Linked DNA regions of Capra hircus: region 1 is linked to region 2. Evidence: chromatin contacts called from public Hi-C data. All regions are on one chromosome and are shown on one strand. The core of a region is the stretch at or near the end of the contact, and the rest is flanking DNA. Distances in the headings are between cores, read along the strand shown. Region 1 overlaps FGGY (FGGY carbohydrate kinase domain-containing protein). Region 2 holds the start of FGGY (FGGY carbohydrate kinase domain-containing protein).

The links. Hi-C and Micro-C count contacts between places; a contact is called where the count stands out from the background.
Region 1: a Hi-C map of blood shows a contact between it and region 2, with 1.6 times the contacts expected there. The contact joins the enhancer-like site here to the promoter of FGGY in region 2.

The regions. Positions count from the first base shown.
Region 1 is chr3:34,514,644-34,518,670 of ARS1.2, reverse strand. All of the region lies in intron 14 of FGGY (FGGY carbohydrate kinase domain-containing protein), which reads right to left. Among named protein-coding and RNA genes, the nearest start is that of HOOK1, 120 kb to the left of the region's middle. Within about 2 kb of position 1,795, at least 2 of the 5 cell types and tissues checked have an H3K27ac peak or open chromatin away from gene starts, as enhancers often do.
Region 2 is chr3:34,081,924-34,085,598 of ARS1.2, reverse strand. It overlaps FGGY (FGGY carbohydrate kinase domain-containing protein), which reads right to left and starts at 2,153. Exons shown (of 16, transcript XM_013962793.2): 1 at 2,055-2,153. LOC102168792 (a long non-coding RNA gene) reads left to right here and starts at 2,242. Exons shown (of 3, transcript XR_309906.3): 1 at 2,242-2,427; 2 at 3,152-3,212.

The sequences.
Region 1 (4,027 bases), core at 546-3,045, 430 kb before region 2:
TGAGGCAGACACAGTTAAAGGTGTCCTGGAAGGAGTATTGGACTGGGAGTCTGAGGCTCTGGCTTAGTCCTGGGGTCTGCCACTTGCTGGCCCAGCGAATCAGAAAGAAAGGAAGCATTTATTGGGGCCTTCTATGCATGAGGCTTCCCTGGTGGCTCAGACAGCAAAGAATATGCCTGCAATGCAGGAGACCTGGGTTCAGTGCCTGGGTTCAGAAGAGGCCCTGGAGAAGGGAATGGCAACCCACTCCAGTATTCTTGCCTGGAGAATTCCATGGACAGAGGAGCCTGGCAGGTTATAGTTCATGGGGCCACAAAGAGTTGGAGACGATTGAGCAACTAACACTTCTTTCACTTTCTATGCATGAGACACTTTCATACATGTTACTTTATTGCTTCACAAATTTTAGTTATTCACATACCATCTTCATAATTGTTTCCATGTTCAAGTATCATGTGTAGTATTATTAGTATAATATTTTCTTCTAAATTCTGAATGAATTCTTTTTTCTTTTTTTTAAAATTGCCTTGTTCTAGGCAACAAATGTCTATGAAAACATAGGTATGATTCTGGTTACCTTTTTCTAATATATGTTAAATTAAATATATATCTATTACAAAAAGAGTGTCCACAAGCCAGCTAAAATCCTGGGTGCTACCGATACCTGTGCATTTGGGGAAAAGCCATGTTATTCTATTTTGTATCCATTTATGGCTCCTGGACACTTGAGTCCATGGAGTTTAATAACTCATTCCAGTTTGAACCAACAGACCCAAAGCAATGTGCTGGTTCACGTTCCTCTCATCTTTCCTGTCCCCACTCTCACTGTGTCTGACCCAGAGGATTGCTAACACCTGGGAAAGTGCATTGACAATGTGTTACCTATTGTTCTTCCTGTTCTTTGGATCTCAGGTTAGAAGTTCCTTCCTCTGGGAAACTCCTCTTGAAGTATGAAGTAGGAATAAGAAGCCCCTGTCCTTGTTACCACAGCACCCTTGGTTTCCACCCTTCACCTGCATCTTTATTGCCAGGCAATTTCTCTATCACCCCAAAATGCTCACAAGAGCTCCAAGATGGTAAGAGTGGAAATATATGGATCTTGTCGCTTCTCCACCATCCAGCATGAAGTTACTGCCAAATATAGCATTGTTATTCACTCGCTCAGTTGTGTCTGACTCTTTGCGACTCCATGGACTACAGCACACAAGCTTCCCTGTCCTTCACTAGGGAAGGACATACAGGATTGGTGCCCTTTTAATTTGTAAAATGGACACATGAATGATGGGAAGGTTGGTGGGATGTTTCAACCCTGTTATCTGGTACTACTTGTACACGTGATGGTCTTGACTGGGTTTACAGCAGCACTTTTCAATGTTTGGTCCTTTAGCAAAGTAAAATGCTCCATGAAAAACTAATTTTTTGGTCAAGTAAATTTAGGAAAGTCTGTATTCTAAATGCCTCCACAACCTAGGAGATTCACAAGGCATGTTAATATATTAAACTCTTATGCAAAGTCTTACTATAAAGATACCTAGTTAACTTGAATGCAGTGTTTTCCAAAGGAATTATTTCCAGGAATATCTTCTAATGTCCAAAAGAACAGTCTATGGGAAATCCTGGCCTATAGAGAACTCGGGCTCTGAGTAAATTTTTCTCATGATTTCTGTGAATTCTTTGTCTTGGTTGTCCTTCCCCAGTGAAACAGCACAGCCGGAAGGAGGAGAGACATGTACACGGGGCTGGACAGAAAGGGAACAGAGACAATAGAACCTTTGACAAAACTGAACACAGGAATGGGCTACCAGCCCAGGAACTAACCAAAAATATTTTGACAATGAGTAGAAAGCCCTCATTTGTATCACACCTCAGAGCTTTCATAGTTCTACACACGTACATCACTGCACATCACTGCAATTGCTTTTCTTCGTCTTTCCCTTTCCTTCTTTTCTTCTCCAGCATCAGCATCACCACGGTTAAATAACACAGCACACTGTCTGTGCCAGACATTTGCTGTCAGTGTGGTAACTGATGAGATGATGTTACATTGCACTTTGTAGATCTAGAGTCTCAGAAAGCTACTACTAGTGGTAGCAATAATAATGACAAAATTAATGATAGCCACCTCTCACTTTTGGTGAGCTTATTGTTCAAGGCAAAAGAACTCAGAAAGGGCAGATTTGAGGCTCAGATGCAAGTCTTCTGATGCCAAGTCCAGAGTTTGCTCCACCCATGGAAGATGGGTCTCTCCAACAAGACCATAGCATGCTCCCAGCTGCGAAAGGGGAGACAGGGTTACAGCACCAGCTCGGCATTCAGATGGTGTGGTTTATAAAGTGACTCAACATCTGTCATTAATTAGAGTTCTTGTTCCCATGGTGATGGCTTATTATTGTGAGGCTGATAAGATGACCAATTCAAGAATACTATCTTCCTCCCTTTCCCTCTCACTCTTGAACACAGATTTTTCTCTTTTTTTCCTTCCTCTCCCCTAACATAATTGATCATTTGCAACAAGGTAGGATATAGTGTTCCTCAGTCAGCGACTCCCTGTTGGATCCCTGATGATAATCTTTGGAATGTTTTCCCTTTTGCTCAATGCAGAGTCTCTGTCAGACCAACTTGCATTTGTCCCATTTACTGACTGTGATCATGGACAAGTTAATTACTTTCCTTGGGCCTTCCTTTTTCATCTGGAATAAGGGATGCTGCTGCTACTGCTGCTAAGTCGCTTCAGTGCGATCCCATAGACGGCAGCCCACCAGGCTCCCCCGTCCCTGGGATTCTCCAGGCAAGAACACTGGAGTGGGTTGCCATTAAGGGATAAGAAGGCCTAAACAGCAAGGTTCTTTTGAGAATTTGATGCACTAAATAGGAAGGTACTAGCACAGAGCTTGGAATGTGGTGGATACTCAAGAAATGGCAGCAGTTGTGATAGTTAAAATAATACCAATAATAATTATTTACAAAGAGATGAGATGAGACAGATTTTAAGTTGGCAGTTGGGGTCATTTTCCTTTCATTCATCAATCATTCATATTTGTCCTTCCATTGAAACTGTTCTTTTCTCTTTAGAGCCCTTAATCCAAGATATACTATATATTTATTTGGATTTACTTTTTTAATGGTCTCTTACACTCCACTGTAAATGGGATGAAACCTGGTACAATGGTTATTTTACACATTGCTGCACCTGGTGGGGGGGGGTTGGCGTCAGGGGAGGTTGTATTTGTAGAATGAAATATAAATATTTACTAAGCACTCCAGGTCAGTCTCTGTGTTAGGGACAGGAGATTTGGAAATAACTAAATAACTAAAACTAGATTCTTACCCTTGAGGTATTCACATAAGGAATCAGTGAAAATTGACCAAAAAAAAAAAAAAAAAAGGAATGGGGCATTCATCCCTGACCCCTGATTTATTTTTTTTTTAAATAAATCCAGTGACATAAATGAAATTAAATCTCTAGTGATCTTCTAGCACAAAACACCAGTAAAGAGGGTGGTACGGATCTCTCAAAGCTCTAAATGCCAAGAGGGATTCAAACTGACGGTGCTAAGCCCCCAATCAGAAATTCCCCTTGAAACATACAGTTAAAAAAAGAAAGAAAGGAAAGGCTTTTCAGAGGGTTAGCTCATGGCTCCTCCCAGGACAGTCTGATCCCCTCGGCTGGTGAAGCAAGAGGTCAGATCCCCAGACAGAAAATCAACCTCTAAGAGTCACTGGCTAGAATTTCAATTCACCAGTGCCACAGCACACAGTCTATCTTCAGTCAAGGAGGATGGGCCCAGAGGCTTTAGCTTCCCAACCCACTGTACACAGTCAAGCCACACACCCTCTTCCTCCAGGAGCACACAGAGAAGCCTTCAACAGAGAAGCAGGCACAGGGGTCTCGCTGGGAGCCTTTGAACCCATTTTTTTCAATGGCCTGGATCTTCCATTCGGAACTCATTTTAATTACTGTACTACTAAGTATTTATGTTGACTACCTTAATATATTTTGGGTTATTGCCTCTGAAGCAATTGAGAG
Region 2 (3,675 bases), core at 904-3,403:
TTCTCTCAACTCCTGAGAATCTTAAAATTGATTTTTATTGGAATATAGTTGGTTAACAATGTTGTGTTGTCAGGTGTACAGCAAAGTCAAGCAGCAATATCCACTCTTTTTTTTAGATTTTTTTTCCCATACAGTCCATTATAGGGGAGAATCTTCTTATACCTTGCTACACCAGTCTCACCATCACATAATCTCCTTTGCCAGACCAGACAGAAGCAGAATGGATGAAAGCTTGAAAGCAAAGACCAATCCTTGCTTTCCGAGCCTACCACAGTGCTCAGGCCCAGAGCACATTCCCAAATCAGTGAACAAATGAACGCAAGAGCTGGTTTGGGTGACCTCCCCTTACATAACTTGAGTAGACTCTAAATTCCACCTTATAAAAATAGGGGCAGGTAAGAGGCTGAATACTCTCTGTAGTACATTCTGGTAAAATAATTATTTCAAATATTCGGAGGTGGGGGGGTGGTGGAGAAGATTCACTACCTGAAACTGTTTTCAGAACCAGCTGATAACAGATGGTGATTTGAACTTAGTGAAGTAGGTTAGGGAAAGGGAACCAGATTCCAGGAAAAGACAATTATTGATAGTAACAATTATTGATACCACAGCCTGGAAGAAGGTCCAGTCTCTGCCCAGTAAACTTAACTTCATCCAGAAAGACACAGATCTCCACCCTCTGGGTTAGTTCCTTCTCCCAATACACATGTTTTGACTTCCAAATCCAGCAGGGAGACTCCCTTCCCCTCTCCAGGCCTTCTTACCCTCTGGGTTCCTTCAATCATCCTTAATAAAGAGTTTTCTCAGCCTGCCACCAGGAAGTCCTCCTTAGCTGATCCCTCCAAGAGTCAGGCCAGTGGCCACAAGGTCAAAAGCAAAGGACAGGACCTCATTAACAGGAAACTCCCAGAAGACCAGGAGGCAGTCAGAAGGCTGGAAGACCCAGCTGGCAATTTAAGAAGTACAACTTCAGGATGCACATTTGGTGGATTACAGGGAAGAGGGGGAAAGTAAGCAGAATAAAACAGAACTCTACCCTCTATACACCAGCCACTAACAAAAAGGCAGCTTGCCTTCTCACTGCTCAGCAATTCAAAAGCATCATCACTTCCTTCCCCTAACACTGTATTTTAAAAACTAATCTAATGATGACTGCTTTTCAATATTTTGTAAATGACTTGACTCTTTAGAGACAAAATCAGAGACTCTTTAGAGACAAATGTTAAGACATGAAAAGTGCTTTGGTGGAATATAGTTAAGGATTAGGGAAATTCACCATTTTGCATCTTGTTCTTAAAATGAAAAGTCATTAATAAAAATGGAAAGATACTCCTAGGCCGTTTCTACCCAGGATAACTGTAGCCAAAGAGCATTATACTATCTAAACTGCGCTTCAAATATTATCACAAGTTGCTGAAAGCGTTGAAAGCTACAAGCAACACAGGTCTTAAATGCCTTACAGTAGCCAGACTGAAATTAAAAGGCTCAAAAATGCCCAGGTGACAGTTGCTCAGTCGTGTCCGACTCTTTGCGACCCCATGGACAATTTCCAGGCCAGAATACGAGAGTGAGTAGCCTTTCCCTTCTCCAGGGGATCTTTCCAAAACAGGGATCGAACCTCAGTCTCCCGCACTGCTGGCGGATTCTTAACCAGGAAATATCCTGAAATAAGGTGATAGAGGACCCTGGGGAGATGAAGGGAAAGCGAGGAAATTAACATAATTAATTGGATAGTAACTGCAGAGGACCCAGGGTTGCAGACATCTTAGGCAGCTTGGGGGAATGCAGTAAAGCCCACCCGTCTCTTGAGTGGCCGGACGCCTCACCCAGGAGTGTATACAGGGGACTCAACAAGATCTCGGAGGCGAAAGGCCCGGCTGGCGCTGGCGTTTAAGACTCAGGCAGTCAGAGGAGGAAGAGGAGGCGGCGACTGCGGGAAAGGGGAGGGAGGCTTGGGCCAGATACGCTCTCCGGTTGGAGAACGTTCGCGCTGCGAGCCTGCGTTTCTGTAAAGGCCCTGGTACACACGTGGGACTGAGAGGAGGGTCACTTACTTGTCCAATCTGAAATTACATTTTAGCTATCAGGGCTCTGCAGGTTGCCGAGCGGAGCCCCACCGGGCCTGGACTGGGCGGTCCACGGGGGCAGCTGAGGCTCCGCCCCGCCCCGCGCGCGGCCCCGCCCCCTCCGGCCGGGGCCCTTGTAAAGCGTGCCACGATTGGCCCTTTGAACCTGGCTGGGGATTGGCCCCCGCCTGCTCCTGCGGTCCTACGGCCCGGCGAGTCGTGTGGACCTGTCTCTAACAAGTTCTTGCACTGTCTCAGGGACTTAAGGCCTGAAGTGGGCTCTGTCCTCTCAGGCCGCGAGTTTCCTGCTCTGCAGGCTCTTCTAGCAGAGTTTATCCACGCAAACTTTTCGTAGCCGTTGGTGGGTATATGTGTCCAGCGTGTATCCTGTAACTGCGTTTCAACAATGCGCTGAACACCAGGACTCATGCAGACAGTTGCTAAAATAAAGTGGTGGTGGTTTAGTCGCTAAGTCGTGTTCGACTCTTGCGACCCCATGGACTGTGGCCTGCTAGGCTCCTCTGTCCATGGGATTCTCCCAGGCAAGAATACTAGAGTAGGTTGCCATATCCTTCGCCAGGGCATCTTCCTGACCCAGGAATCGAGCCTGGGTCTCCTGCATTACAGGCAGATTCTTTACCGACTGAGCTAAGAGGGAAGCCCTTCTAATGATATTTATCAAATGTTTTTAGTTTGTGCCAGATCCTATTCCTGATACTTTATTTAAATTTACTCATCTAATTTTGTGAGCAACAATGAGAAGAAGTGTCACAGTTTGTAAATCTACAAATGGGTCCCAGCCTTTAAGGAAATTAGTCTGGTGGATCCTGGATACACCTATCTCATTTAATCTTCACTATCCTTACATTTCCAGTTAGCTAGGTCCTAGTTGTCCCTAGTTTACAGATGCAGGGAGTCTGAAAGGTTTTTTAGCTTGTTTTGAGACACCCAGTAAGTAATAGGAGGGAAGATTCCACAAACTTAACTTAAACCTGAGCCATATCTTTTAAAAAGTCAGGCTCCCAGGCTGATGGGACTGGCATTTGGAAGGTAATTTATCAAGTCTAAATTCTTTATCTTCCTAGAAAAGGAGACGAAGGCACAGTAAAAGGAAGTGATTGTCGAAGGACACACCAGCTCTGAGAGGTAAGCCTAGGTAATCACTGTGCTTTCACTGCACTGGAGTGTGTGCCATGTGTGTGATAGTCACTCTGCTCTCCTCGTAACTACCCCAAATACATGTTCTTCTCTTGGTCTTACAGGTGAGGATACTGGCTCAGTGAGGCTAAGGCCATGTGATTAGTTCCTAGGGCTCCTGGATTGCTGTTGTCAGGAGGAAGTTCTTTTCTACCCCTCTAGGTTCTTCTGGCTGGTCTAAGAATTGAATTTACAGATCAATGGGAGAAAACCAAATGAAAGTTTAATCACATGTGTACATGGGAAAGACCCAGTAAAACTGAGTAACTGAAAAACCATCCTTAACTAAAGATTAAAAAAAAAAAGACAAAGATGTTGGGAGTAGTGGTTTGAGTTTTCAGAAGGGAAGAAGGCAGTTTACATGAAGATGGAAAAGAAAATGTTTGGTAAACAAATGTTTTCTGGATACACA